Regions from separate parts of the Mus musculus genome. Here all the other regions are linked to region 1. Evidence: chromatin contacts called from public Hi-C and HiChIP or PLAC-seq data. All regions are on one chromosome and are shown on one strand. Each heading gives the region's core, a stretch centred on a gene start, on an enhancer-like site or on the middle of the called end of the contact. The rest is flanking DNA. Distances are from core to core; before and after follow the strand shown. Region 1 overlaps Atp10a (ATPase, class V, type 10A). Region 2 has its middle 74 kb from the start of Atp10a. Region 3 has its middle 32 kb from the start of Atp10a. Region 4 has its middle 200 kb from the start of Ube3a.

Region 1 (2,878 bases), core at 4-2,503:
GCCCAGTCTAGCCTTGAATTCATGATCCTCCCATTTTTACTTTCTATTTGAAAAAGAACAGTGAAAAATTATCAACAGCTCCCATTAGAGGAAGGCACACACAAGTGCAAGGCCAAGATACAGATGTTATGAAGCAGAGAGCCTGAATAGCCTGCTCAGCAGTGCTGTGGGTTAGGTAGGTCTTTCTACTTTCACTGGATCAGGTTGTCAGTGGCTGGGCTGCATTTACATGGGGAGCATGGCAGTCTGATGACAGATATAAAACACTGTGGTCCAGATCTTAAGTGTCTCCCAGAGGCCCCTAAGTTAAAGCTCTTTTCCCAGATCGCAGAGCTATTTGGAGTAGTGGTAGTCAAAACAGGTGGGCCTAGTGAAGGGAAGTCAGTGAGGGCATGTCATTAAACAGAATACTGGAAACCCAATTCCCTCTGCCTCTCCGAGAACCATGGGGTAAGCATCTTTATTCCCATCATGATGTGCTGCCTCACCATAAACCCAAACCTCTAACAGTCAGCCAAAATAAAAACCGTTTCCTTTATAACTTATTTATTTCACTTATTATAGTATAGTGATACAAACCCAACATATAATGTATTTTCAGACTCACTGTGTAATCTGGCATAGATCATATCACCCTCTCTACTTCAGTTTCCCTGTCCATGATATGGCCATACCACTGAGACCTACATGGGGCTGGAGGTGGGGGATGTTGAGAAGTAAAGGATCTGATACCTTAAAACACTCATTAGATCTCTGGAATACTGTAGCTCTTGTCAGAGGCATACTCTTCCTAGCTTAATGTCTTCATTTCCTTCTTTGAGGCTCACACTCAAAGTCCTCTTAACATTTACAGAAATGAGATATGAAAACACTTGATCAGAGTATGAGCAATACATCCAACTTGTTCAAACACATGAATCTTGGCTTAAGGTGCAGGGGACCAGTCTCCAAAAGAGATGTGATAGAGTGGATGAATGTTCCACTGAGCCCAGTGAGGGTTCTGAGCTACAGCTCTTCATGGCTCTTGAAAGAGTTGCTTTATGTCTCCAGCTCTTGGCAGAGCTACTTTACCTGTCTCTGGGCTTTAGTATCTAGCCTAGAAAATTGCTTCTGAGGATCAGAAGAAATGCTAGTCCATGTGGGTGGAAGCGATGACTAAATCCCCCAAGTTACTGTTTTAATCTATGACTTAAGTTTCCTAATATGCAACCTTCCCCCCTTCACACAAACCACTGACAGTCTTGGGCTTTTCATTGATTTTTCCCCCCTGCCTTCCGCCCACAGCTCACTCTTGCTCACCCGCCGTGGGCTCAGCCTTATGAGTCATAGTAAAGCAAATGGAGTCAAAGGGAACAGGAAGAAAAATACTCAGATAATTAAGAGCCCCCTCTCATCGTACCAAAGAGCTTTATTCCCAAAGCTCGGTTACTATGGAAACTGTTCTTCTCTGCTCTTTATTGGAAAGGCCATTTTATTCTTAAAATTAATGACTCTCTCCTGTGAGGACTGATTACCCTTGAACTCCTCATGTGGATAAATGCTCTTAACAAAGCCCTGCATCTTACATGAAGGAAAACAGGCTAATTCTCCTCCCTGTGTTCTCCAACAAAGGCAGGCTTAACAAGGTGAGCAGAAGGAGAGTGTACACATGTCAGGCTGCCACTTTGGCCTCGATTTACCTCCAAAACTTTGGAAAGCTTACAGTATGTTATTCTCACTACCTTCTCAAGTTGGCAAACCTGAATTGGGAATGACAGAGATAAGCTAGCTTAATTCCTAGTTTTGTTTTGGGGAGATTAAAAGAAACTATAACCCAAAGGTGTCAAACAGACATGGTCTACAACTTATGAGGCCTCAATTTAGTTTTTTTTTTTTCAAGTTTTTGATGTAGGGTGAAAGCAATATGCATTCACCCAAATTTTGAATTTTGATTGGTTCTTTGCCTGGGCTTTATTCTCTCATAAAATGATGGATAGTGGTTTTGAGCCAAAGCTCCCAGCTGTCTGCAAGGTAACAATGTTGCAGGGTTCTGTGCCACAAAGCTATGATAGTAGTTGATCTAGGTGGACTGAATGTGTTTTCCATTTGTGATATTTTCAACTTGTAATGGGTTGTTATCAAGACAACAAAACCCTACTATCGGTTTAGAAGCAATGTGCTTAAGTTGCCACTAAAAAGACTGAAGTAAATGAGGCTGCATTCCATTCTGGCCTACTCTACAGAGGCCATTCACTTCTGCAGAGGGAATTGGGAAACTCTAGGCTCTGGGTATCTGAGGATGCACCGTGCTGGCAATTCAATACTGGCTTACAATGAATGGACACATAAACTCACAAGGTCAGAAACAGCACAACTTTTTTTTTTGGGGATGTGGTCCCAGGCAGAGTTTAATCTGATTTAATTTCTAAATCTACTCAATTAGCCATATCTTGATTGGTTCTGAGCATCTTGTATTCATTTGTTAGAAGACATTTTGGTAATCAGGCCAGTGGGTGGGAGAGGTTAGGAAAGAAAATGTGTCAGTTTCCAGAATGAACCATTAAGAATACAAAGGAGCTATACTGACATCAGCTTAGAGTTAGCATGAAGGTTTTCATTAGAAGTCATCCATAAGATGGAACACAGGGTCCCCAATGGAGGCACTAGAGAAAGCACCCAAGGAGCTGAAGGGGTCTGCAACAACATTATGAACTAACCAGTACCCACCAGAGCTCGTGTCTCTACCTGCATATGTAGCAGAAGATGGCCTAGTCGTCCATCACTGGGAAGAGAGACCCCTTGGTATTGCAAACTTTATATGCCCCAGTACAGAGGAATGCCAGGGCCAAGAAGTGGGAATGGGTGGGTAGGGGAGCAGGGCGGGGGTAGGGGGGGAGGG
Region 2 (3,110 bases), core at 220-2,719, 240 kb after region 1:
AGGATAAAAATAGCTTTCCTTGAACATTCTTGGAGTGTTTCAGGGTTCTGGAGAATTTCAGTTCTTAAAATAACACTTGCCTTGCCCATTTGATCACAGTGGTGCCTGCATGCTGTGGAGAATGGAAGGGAGGAGAAGGAGCCCCCAGAGTTGCCTTTTTGTCTCTACTCTCCTGAAGGGTGTGGCTGTGCTTTTCCCACAGGGACTGCCAAACTGAAACATACTTTGCTCCACCCCCAGAGGAAAGTACTCAAGCTCTGTTATAGAACACTCTTGTTTCTTGGTCTGAAAGAGGGAACTGTCCTGTGTACAGCAGGGGATGTCACATACATGAAATCCAGATTGCTCACTCTCAAGCTGTGGCAAATCCTAGTGCTTGGACCATTGCCACCTAGCTCCTGGGCTTCTTGATCCTGCCTCTGGGCTGTCTTTGAGAATTTATAAGCCCTAAATTTCACATAACTGAGAAGTTCCCAAAACGATTGCTGTTACCTCTTCCTTTCACCCTTTGGCACAACATTAGGTAAGCGCTCCCATGTAGTTTAGTCTTTGGGACAGTAGTTCAAGTGTTCTGAGATTCTCTTTAAAGCCACTGCTAGTAGGACTAGGATTGCAGCTCACTGGTAAAACATATGTGCTTGGCATATACAAGACCCTGGGCTCAATCCCCAGAATCCACCAATAAAATGGCAAAGTCAATATTTCCCCTAGTCATTTCATAGTAATTGACACACTTGAGAAATCACAGGCACCAGTGCAGCCTGCCCCTTCATGGACATGCAGCTCAGATGCCTTCTCTGTGATGCTTGGGAGGTGATGTTCTCCTTGTACCTCTGCCCTCATCTATTTCTTGCAGTTCCTGCTCAACTGCTCCCCAGGTCTCAGTCTATGTACAAAGAAAGCTACCTGTAGGGAATGAAGCCAGCATTGTTATTTAACCAGGTAGAAGATGCCTCAACTCACTGCTTCATTTGGAAGAGGATAAAGTGGTACATGCATGACATGTGGTGCTATGTCATCACTGCACAAGGATGGCACACTTCCAGACAGCCTAGGGAATCTGTGGATCACAGTCCCCAGTACCTATACCCCAGGCTCTAGACCCTAAGATCATCTTCCTATGGGGGAATATGTTCTTCAGATGCAGTACCTCTGTCAAGCTCATTGTTAACTCTTCTCTACAAAACTGCTTCTCTCCAGAACAATTTCAATTTGAGTCTTTCTTTCAAATCCTCTTGATGCACCCTGCTGCATTCCTGGTACCTGTGCTACCTTAAGATGGAGGCTAATTCACCACCTTCCTCCAAGCCTGGAGAAGACCCAAGAGGATCCTGACTTCAGGTGAAAACCTCTGAAGAAGCAGCACATGACTCAGAAGCATCTTGCTAATGCTTAATACAGGATGATAGGTTAAAGTGAACCGGTATTTTTCCTTCGCCCCTCCCCAAGGCAAAAAGTGTAGAGGCAAGGCATGCACTGTAGACAATGGCACCATCTAGTGGTGAGCAGCCCACACCACTGATGACAGAACCCTCTGTGAGGAAAAGTCAAGCAATTAAAGTGGCTTGATCTGCTGCAACCCTATAGGTGGAACAACATTATGAACTAACCAGTACCCCCGGAGCTCTTGTCTTTAGCTGCATATGTATCAAAAGATGGCCTAGTCGGCCATCACTGCAAAGAGAGGCCCATTGGACATGCAAACTTTATATGCCCCAGTACAGGGGAACACCAGGGCCAAAAAGTGGGTAGGGGAGTGGGGGGGAGTGTATGGGGGACTTTTGGGATAGCATTGGAAATGTAAATGAGGAAAATACCTAATATATATATATATATATATATATATATATATATATATATATATATATATATATATAAAGTGGCTTGATCTGACATTGACTTGCGTTTCATCTGGATCCTTCTCGTAGGCCTTAAATAAAAGTGCGACTTTTTCTTTTAAATAAAAAACATTTAGTTCTATTTTACTATGTTCTCTGAGAAGTGTCACACTAAAAGAGGAAAGCATGCTTTTCTAAGCTAAAACTGTCCTTTTGAAGCTACTGCTAAGATGGCAGCAGGGCCAACACACTGTTCCTGACTGTCTTGGCAAAATTCTTGTAACAAATACCTCCTGCCTCTGAAGCAAGGTCTTGTTGTATAGCTCAGGCTGGCTTGGAATTTGTTTTGTGCCTAGGCCGACTTGGTTTTGAAATTCTCCTGCTTCAGCTTCTTGAGTGTTATGCCTCACCATACCTAGCTTGTAAATTTGTATTGGTAGAAAGGTATATGAGGAGTGAGCATGTACTGTCTAAATCTAATAGTTTGCCATCAAATACTTGGGCCATTATAGAAGGAGGCGGTTGGGGTGGACCAATTGGAGTTCTTACAATCCCAGGGAACCATAGGCATGAGAAACAACACACTGGCTTTCCAGCCTGAGAGTCATATGGAGGGGGAAGAGAGCCTCAGAGAAGCAGTCCGAATACTTACAGTGCACTCAGCCTACAAGCATTTCCTCATCCCTTGGACTCCCGCCTCTGACCTGCAAGGATTCTGATGTGGATGTAGAAACAAATTAAATTTCACATAGAATATCTAGTAGAGTAGACCTGATTTCTTCATTTGCTCATTTTGCTACAGACGCTGGTTGTGCACAGCCTAGGATGGCCTCATGCTCACAAGCCTCTTAACTGCTGAGATTATAGGTGTGCACCCCTACCTTCTGTTGGAATTATATTTATTTCTAACAGCAGCACACCTTCTGCTGAAGGAGTCTTCTCTGGGTCAGCATTTACAGTGGATTTAGAAGAGGTAGGAGAGTTCTGTGTTAGCTCTGGAAGTTCTGGAAGAGGCCAGACTGTTGTTACAGCTCCTAAAGAACGCCGCTGGCATTCTGAATGTATGTTCACATGCCTTCCGGCAACATTTCCCTTGATAACTTGTGACTTTTCCATGAACAGTTTTGTTATCATAAAAATAAACTTAACTTGACACCATCCAAAAAGAATAATGCAATGTTCTGTGCTACAGTAAGAAGCTGTCTGCAGACTGTGTCTTATTCTCTGTTCTAAGAGAGCCTTCATCAAGATACATTTGGAGTGTGTGTTTGT
Region 3 (3,163 bases), core at 1-2,500, 200 kb after region 1:
GTGTGGAAGCACAATCTGAAGTGTTTGTTATTCTGATGGACTATGAGCCATGGATGTCTTTGTAGGAACTGGTGATACAACTACATGCTATTTTTAGGTAACTTAACCTTCAATATATTAATAACACCTTTCAGTTTCTCTAATATTATTTATCAGTGCAAACTATTGTTTTTAACAAATACATTTTAGAGTAGTTTTATATTTGTAGTGAAATTGAAAGAAAGGTGCAATATCCCTATGTACCCTTTGCCCCTGTGTGCATTGCCCTACCTCAATCAGAGTATAGGTAATCATAGGTAATCACTTGCTTTTGCCTTATTATCACTTAAAATCTCTGTGCTTAGGTTTCACTCTTGGTGCGCACTCCATGGATTTGAACTAATGTATGATGGGAAGTACTTATCCTTACAATATTTAATTGTCTTTCTCTGCTGACACTTCTCTGATCCTCCAATTCACCCTTCCTTCCCATTAACCCACAGCAACCATTGAGCTTTCCTCTCCCTCCTTTCCCTCTCTCCCTCCTTGTCCTGCTTCCTTCTTTCTCTCTCACCTTTTCATCTTTTTCTAACATTAGGAATTCAGTCCAGGATCTCACATGGTGCTGGACAAATGCCCTATGACTAAGTCACATCCCAGCTCCTGATTTTTTTCTTGTCTCCACGGATTTATGTTTTCAAGAATGCTACATTCCTAATTCTTTTTTTTTTATTCACTGACATACATTTGCATTTCTCTCATACCTTCTCATATCTCATTGCTTTTTAGAACTGAATAATATTTCATTCTATCAATGTACCACAGTTTATATACCCACTCACATGAATAGTTGTGAATGCATGCTTTCATTAAAATTTTTTGGATGGGAGGTTATGATTACTTTCCAGTGCTGGGGGATGGAGCTATGTTTGAGATGAATGAAGAAACTGAACAGCTCTTGGAATTACTCAACTTCCCCACGTGGTGCTAGCTATTAGCCCAGAGCAGCGAGAAACAAACAAACAAACAAAGAAACAAACAAACAAACGACCTTGGGCTTTTGCAATTCTGAAAAGAGAGATAATCAGAACACAGGCATTTCTCTGCAGTTGCTTCAGGCTGCCAGGGACTGCAGCAGTTCTGGTGGATGCAGCCAACTCAAGTCTGAAGGGCAGCCAGAGTCAGACATTTGAAAAGTGGGAAAGCATTGCGATGGTAACAAAATATTTCTCTGTAAAGGGGCCAGGCAGAAGTCTTACCGCAATGACTTTTAGACTTAGAAACCCTCAGAGCTTTCTCAATAGAGGGCTGTCCCACGCTGGTGAGAGGCTCAGGCCACTCTTCAGATCTTTGTGTCAATGAATAAGAACATAACTTTCTCTGAGGGTGATCTCCCTGGGGAGAGATTATATGCAGTACTTATGATTTCATTACAACAGTTTTAAAATAAATACAGTCAGGAGAATAACAACCACTCCCAGATTCCCTTAGGCTCTTACCGTTTCAGGGTGCCCATGGTACGCTCCACCGGTTTCCTGTAAGTTTACGTGTGAGTTATTTTTGGTCTTTTGCTGCAGTGAATAAACACCCCACCTACATATTTTCATATTTTTACAAGTAGATCTGTAAGCTAGGTTCTTGGAAGTATGATTTTAGGACCGTGAGTAAACAGTGTGATTTTGCTTGGTATTGTCCAGTTGTTCTCTGTCACAGTGCCGCCAGCATCTGTTCCTTTGGCTCAGTGTGGCTTTTCATCAATAGTTTTTATGTTTGTCATCCTAGCAGATGTGAAATGCTGTCTCAGTAGTGCATTGGCTTGTGTTTTTTCTATTTATGTGAGGTGAATTACCTTTTCCTAAGATTAAAATTATGTGTATTTTTTTCCTGTAAGGTGATATATACTCAAAAATCAGTTTTCTATTGTTAGTCTTTTCTTTTAGTGGTTCTAATTTTCAAAATTTGAGTCAAACTTAGACTACTTTCATTCAAACTTAAGATATTTTCTTTTGCTGGAAGATAAAGAGATTTAGTTCAGTCTTCTATGTTTAAACTTCCGTTATAATCATATTATACAGCTCTCTGTATCAGCCAGTTTTATCTCTGTAGATCCAATCAACCCTCTCCACTGCTCCTTAACCCTTCTATCCTGGCAATGTTCTCATTTTACTTTCCTGGTCTCTGTAGTAATTAGGGGCAGTGTACTACATAGTTACTTTAGGCTGTGTGCTTGCATCTGACGATTTGGATCTGGGAGCCTTGAATACAAGAGAACATGCTGTGTTTGCTTCTCTGGGCTGGGTTACCTCACTCAATGTGATCTTTTTTGTTCTACTCATTTACCTGCAAAGTTCATGATTTCACTTTTGTTTACACCTAAATATCCCATAGTGCTTATATACTACATTTCAGGTGTGTGTGTGTGTGTGTGTGTGTGTGTGTGTGTGTGTGTGTAGCCCTAGCTATCTTGAAACTCACTCCATTAACCAGGTAGCCTTGAAATCAGAGATCCATCTACCTCTACCTCCTAAATACTGGGATTAAAGGTTTATGCCACCACACCCAGCTCAGGCACAATAAATTGTTGGCTTTAATTCTTAGCAAGCAGAGTCCTACTCAGAAAGTCCTTTCTTAAACCTATACCACCTATCTATGCTTTCTTTTAACAATTTCAGCTTTAGGTTTCATGTATAGGTCTTTGATCCATTTGGAGTTAGTTGGGCAATACATACAGGTCTAGTTTCATTCTTCTGCATGTGAGCATCCACTTTTTCCAGAACCATTTGTTGAAGATTCTTTCTTTTCCTCAGCTTCCGTTCTTGGTGTCTTGGTTTGATACCAAGCAGCAGAAGCTATGTGTGCTCCTGTTTGGGTCTTTGATTTGTTCTATTGGTTAACATTGTTTAGTTACAAGGCACTGAGGTGCATATTTAACATACCAAAGCAGACCTAGTATCCAGGTTCTCCTAGCATCTTTCAGTCCTATTTAGCATACCCTGCCCCCAACCCTTAACTTTGCAGCCCAGGTGCTGGTCTACACTTCCCCATGAGATTCCTCCCTATATAACCCAGGGAGTTTTTGTGCTCTCCTCCTCCTCCTCCCTCCTTCTTCATCCTCCTCCTCCCCCTCCTTCTTCATCCTCCTCCTCCCCCCTCCTTCTTCATCCTCCTCCTCCTCTTCTTCCTC
Region 4 (3,275 bases), core at 767-3,266, 210 kb before region 1:
AGCAGCTTTATTTATAATAGCCAGAAGCTGGAAAGAACCCAGATATCCCTCAACAGAGGAATGGATACAGAAAATGTGGTACATTTACACAATTTAGTACTACTCAGCTATTAAAAAGAATGAATTTATGAAATTCCTAGCCAAATGGATGGACCTGGAGGGCATCATCCTGAGTGAGGTAATCCAATCACAAAAGAACTCACGTGATATGTATTCACTGATAAGTGGATACTAGCCCAGATACTTAGAATTCCCTAGATATAAGATTCAATTTGTGAAACTCATGAAACTGAAGAAGAACGAAGACCAAAGTGTGGACACTTTGCCCCTTCTTAAAATTGGGAATGAAACACTCATGGAAGGAGTTATAGGGACAGAGTTTGGAGGTGAAATGAAAAGGACGGACCATCTAGAGACTGCCATATCCGGGGATCCATCCCATAATCAGCCTCCAAACGCTGACACCATTGCATACACTAGTAAGATTTTGCTGAAAGGACCCAGATATAGCTGTCTCTTTTGAGACTATGCCGGGGCCTAGCAAACACAGAAGTGAATACTCACAGTTAGCTATGGGTCCCCCAATGGAGGAGCTAGAGAAAGTACCCATGGAGCTGGGGGGATCTGCAACTCTATAGGTGGAACAACAATATGAACTAACCAGTACCCCCCGGAGCTGGTGTCTCTAGCTACATATGTATCAGAAGATGGCCTAGTTGGCCATCAGTGGAAAGAGAGGCCCATTGGTCGTGCAAACTTTATATGCCTCAGTATATGGGAACGCCAGGGCCAAGAAGTGGGAGTGAGTGGGTAGGGGAGTAGGGTAGGAGGGTATGGGGGACTTTTGGGATAGCACTGGAAATGTAAGTGAAGAAAATACCTAATTAAAAAAATTAATAGAAAAATAAAATAAAATAAAAAAGAGTTTATTTTAGAACCATTTTGAGTGATCACAGCTCAAGCACACAGATTCACATTACCCTAAATTCTATGTTCCAACATGGAGGAAGTTTCATGAGGTTCTTATGTTTACAGAACAAAAAAATCATAAATGAAGGCAAATTTAAAATATATTGGTGGGTACATCAGAGTGGCAGGCACTATTCTGTAGATGGAAGATGCTATTTGCTTACATTCTTAGCTTTTGGATTGGAGAAAATAAGCTAGTGTTCTAATTTAATAGATTATAAAAAGTTCGTTTTTTATTAATTACCACAAGATGCTAGTTCCAATACAGAGTGGGCCAGTGAATCCCTGTGCCAGAAGGCCTAAAACAGCCCAGGCCAGGTAACTAGCCTCTGAACCCGTGAAATTCCTTCTACACAGCACTGAAATTCCAATTGTTCTGTCAGTCTCTCCAGATATAGATTCCTTCCAAGAGTTTTGGTTCGTAGCATAGCACAGCTCCTTTTCTGGAATTTGTTTTCACAGTATTAATTTATAAATAATGGCATTAATAGAAGGTCTGAGTAGGTGTAAGGGGTTAAAAGTAAAACACTAAGAAGTGTCAATATAAAAAATAAGAAATACACACTCTGAAAATCCTATAAGCTAGTGGCTGAGAATGGCAAGATCGATTAACTCCCAACAATATTAAACATTTAACAGTAACCTTCCAGAGAACATTAGTAGCATGTACAGTTTCTAAACAAATTGGAGCCACATGAGAAGAAAGAAAACTTTCCAATAATATGTAAGACAGGAAATGTGAGGGAAAAGAAGTAAAAATAAAATGCATGAACTGTACAACATATGAATGGGATAGTAAAAATTAGTAGAAGTTGACTGAGAGAATAGATTCTCCCATGGCTAGGTGGGAGACTCTCCTATGATGAAAAAATCACTGAGAAGCAGAGGGTTGTAGACCTTATAGAATCAGATTTATAGTGCAGTCAAGGAACCTCACAGGCAAAGACAGAAAAATGGAAGTGGTCTGTGTGACTAAGCACATCCCATCCTTTTTCTGACATCATGTCCTTGTTTCCTAGCTAGTTCCTTGTATTGCTGTTGCTAGGCAATGTCAGTGTCTAGTATATTGCTGGGTACAGTCAGCGTAGATGAATGAAATCATCAGCCAGCTGTGACTCAAGGGTGAGGCACATATTTGCATTTTTCAGAGGCAGGAAGCTATACAAAAGATCTATTAATAGTCTGTTCCCTACTAATCTGTGTTCCGGGTGCTTCTCAGTGATTTTTCATCATCCCTGAACTTTCAGAAATAAATGAAGGTCCTCTCAATTAGCTGTAGTTAGATAGCAAGGAATAATAAGGCCTGTGTTGCTTGACAGAAAAGAAGAATCTCTTCTATTTACATTTTTATATGGATACAGAATTTTAAGTAGGTCTTTAAAATACATTAATTTCACATTTCAGATGTGATACAGATACTCTTGTTTTAGTAAGGTATTTGAAAACCATTCTCTCAAAGGGAAAGAATGGGCATGACAGATAAACCTATTTCATCCTATTTGTTTGTAGGCTAAGTGCCTCCCCACTAGTCACTCTTTTCTTAAGTTTGAAAATATTCTTACTATCTTGGAGTAAGAATAAAAGAAACCTGCAGTTCTTATGTAGCATGGGCTGGCATCCCAGGGAAAGCCTTAGGCCAGATTTAAAGATTCAGTCTGTACAAACTCAGTAGGTTCTCAGTATGCAGGAGTAGCTGCATTTAGCGCCTTTAAGGTACATCTCTTTTTTGCCTGAGAGCTGGTGAACTTCACTACCCCATAGCTACCAAGCCTATTTCCCTGGAATTGCTTAAAGTATTGTGGTGTTCTCATCTCATTGACTCTTGTTGTAAAATACTGTCCATGGTGCTACCACTGATGTTCGTTTGTCTCTCTTATTTAAAAAAAGCCTGAAACCCTTAGATTTTTCTTTTGATTTCTTTTCTTTCTTCCTGCTATTAGAAAAGCACTGACCGTAGGCGTTTTGCTCACATATTGGCCAATTAGTTTCCCATCCTCTGCATTATACCAAATTCCCTAAATTAACCATGCTGTTAGCATCAATATAGTCAACAAAAGTGAGGCCTTTAGAAAGTGGGTGGTCATGAGCACCTCACTCCTCTTGCTTTTATTTCCCTGCAGAAAATAGTTCAACATATGTAGTCAGCCGGCAAAGCCAAGGCTGAATCTGATAACTCAAGTCTATATTTGTGTTACTATCCCTTGCATATCCTATCTGAGTATGCAGAATATACTAGGGAGGGCATTAAAAAGAAATCCCATTAAGACTATTTTAAAGAAAATCCATCAGCTCCATCACTGGAAAGA

Evidence for each region. HiChIP or PLAC-seq counts read pairs in DNA pulled down with a chosen protein or histone mark. Hi-C and Micro-C count contacts between places; a contact is called where the count stands out from the background.
Region 2: a contact with region 1 is called in a BATF HiChIP or PLAC-seq map of CD8 T cells, with 13 read pairs. The contact joins two enhancer-like sites. A contact is called at or near these places in 3 of 15 datasets of contacts at CTCF or cohesin (the NIH/3T3 cell line, large pre-B cells and pro-B cells) and 5 of 115 datasets of contacts at active chromatin or transcription factors (CD8 T cells, the NIH/3T3 cell line, embryonic fibroblasts and 2 more).
Region 3: a CTCF HiChIP or PLAC-seq map of CD8 T cells shows a contact between it and region 1, with 9 read pairs. The contact joins two enhancer-like sites. A contact is called at or near these places in 2 of 15 datasets of contacts at CTCF or cohesin (CD8 T cells and the NIH/3T3 cell line), 1 of 484 Hi-C or Micro-C datasets (nephron progenitors) and 4 of 115 datasets of contacts at active chromatin or transcription factors (CD8 T cells, double positive thymocytes, effector CD8 T cells and 1 more).
Region 4: a Hi-C map of pancreatic cancer cells shows a contact between it and region 1, with 2.5 times the contacts expected there. The contact joins two enhancer-like sites. A contact is called at or near these places in 2 of 484 Hi-C or Micro-C datasets (cortical neurons and pancreatic cancer cells) and 1 of 115 datasets of contacts at active chromatin or transcription factors (embryonic fibroblasts).

Annotation. Positions count from the first base shown.
Region 1 is chr7:58,820,891-58,823,768 of GRCm38.p6, reverse strand. The region is part of intron 16 of Atp10a (ATPase, class V, type 10A); the gene reads right to left. Among named protein-coding and RNA genes, the nearest start is that of Gm39019, 91 kb to the right of the region's middle. Within about 2 kb of position 1,253, at least 83 of the 459 cell types and tissues checked have an H3K27ac peak or open chromatin away from gene starts, as enhancers often do. A contact at or near this core is called in CD8 T cells, the NIH/3T3 cell line and pancreatic cancer cells, where this site is marked.
Region 2 is chr7:58,582,815-58,585,924 of GRCm38.p6, reverse strand. No RefSeq gene overlaps it. Among named protein-coding and RNA genes, the nearest start is that of Atp10a, 74 kb to the left of the region's middle. Within about 2 kb of position 1,469, at least 19 of the 459 cell types and tissues checked have an H3K27ac peak or open chromatin away from gene starts, as enhancers often do. A contact at or near this core is called in CD8 T cells, where this site is marked.
Region 3 is chr7:58,625,033-58,628,195 of GRCm38.p6, reverse strand. No RefSeq gene overlaps it. Among named protein-coding and RNA genes, the nearest start is that of Atp10a, 32 kb to the left of the region's middle. Within about 2 kb of position 1,250, at least 107 of the 459 cell types and tissues checked have an H3K27ac peak or open chromatin away from gene starts, as enhancers often do. A contact at or near this core is called in CD8 T cells and the NIH/3T3 cell line, where this site is marked.
Region 4 is chr7:59,026,397-59,029,671 of GRCm38.p6, reverse strand. No RefSeq gene overlaps it. Among named protein-coding and RNA genes, the nearest start is that of Ube3a, 200 kb to the left of the region's middle. Within about 2 kb of position 2,016, at least 42 of the 459 cell types and tissues checked have an H3K27ac peak or open chromatin away from gene starts, as enhancers often do. A contact at or near this core is called in pancreatic cancer cells, where this site is marked.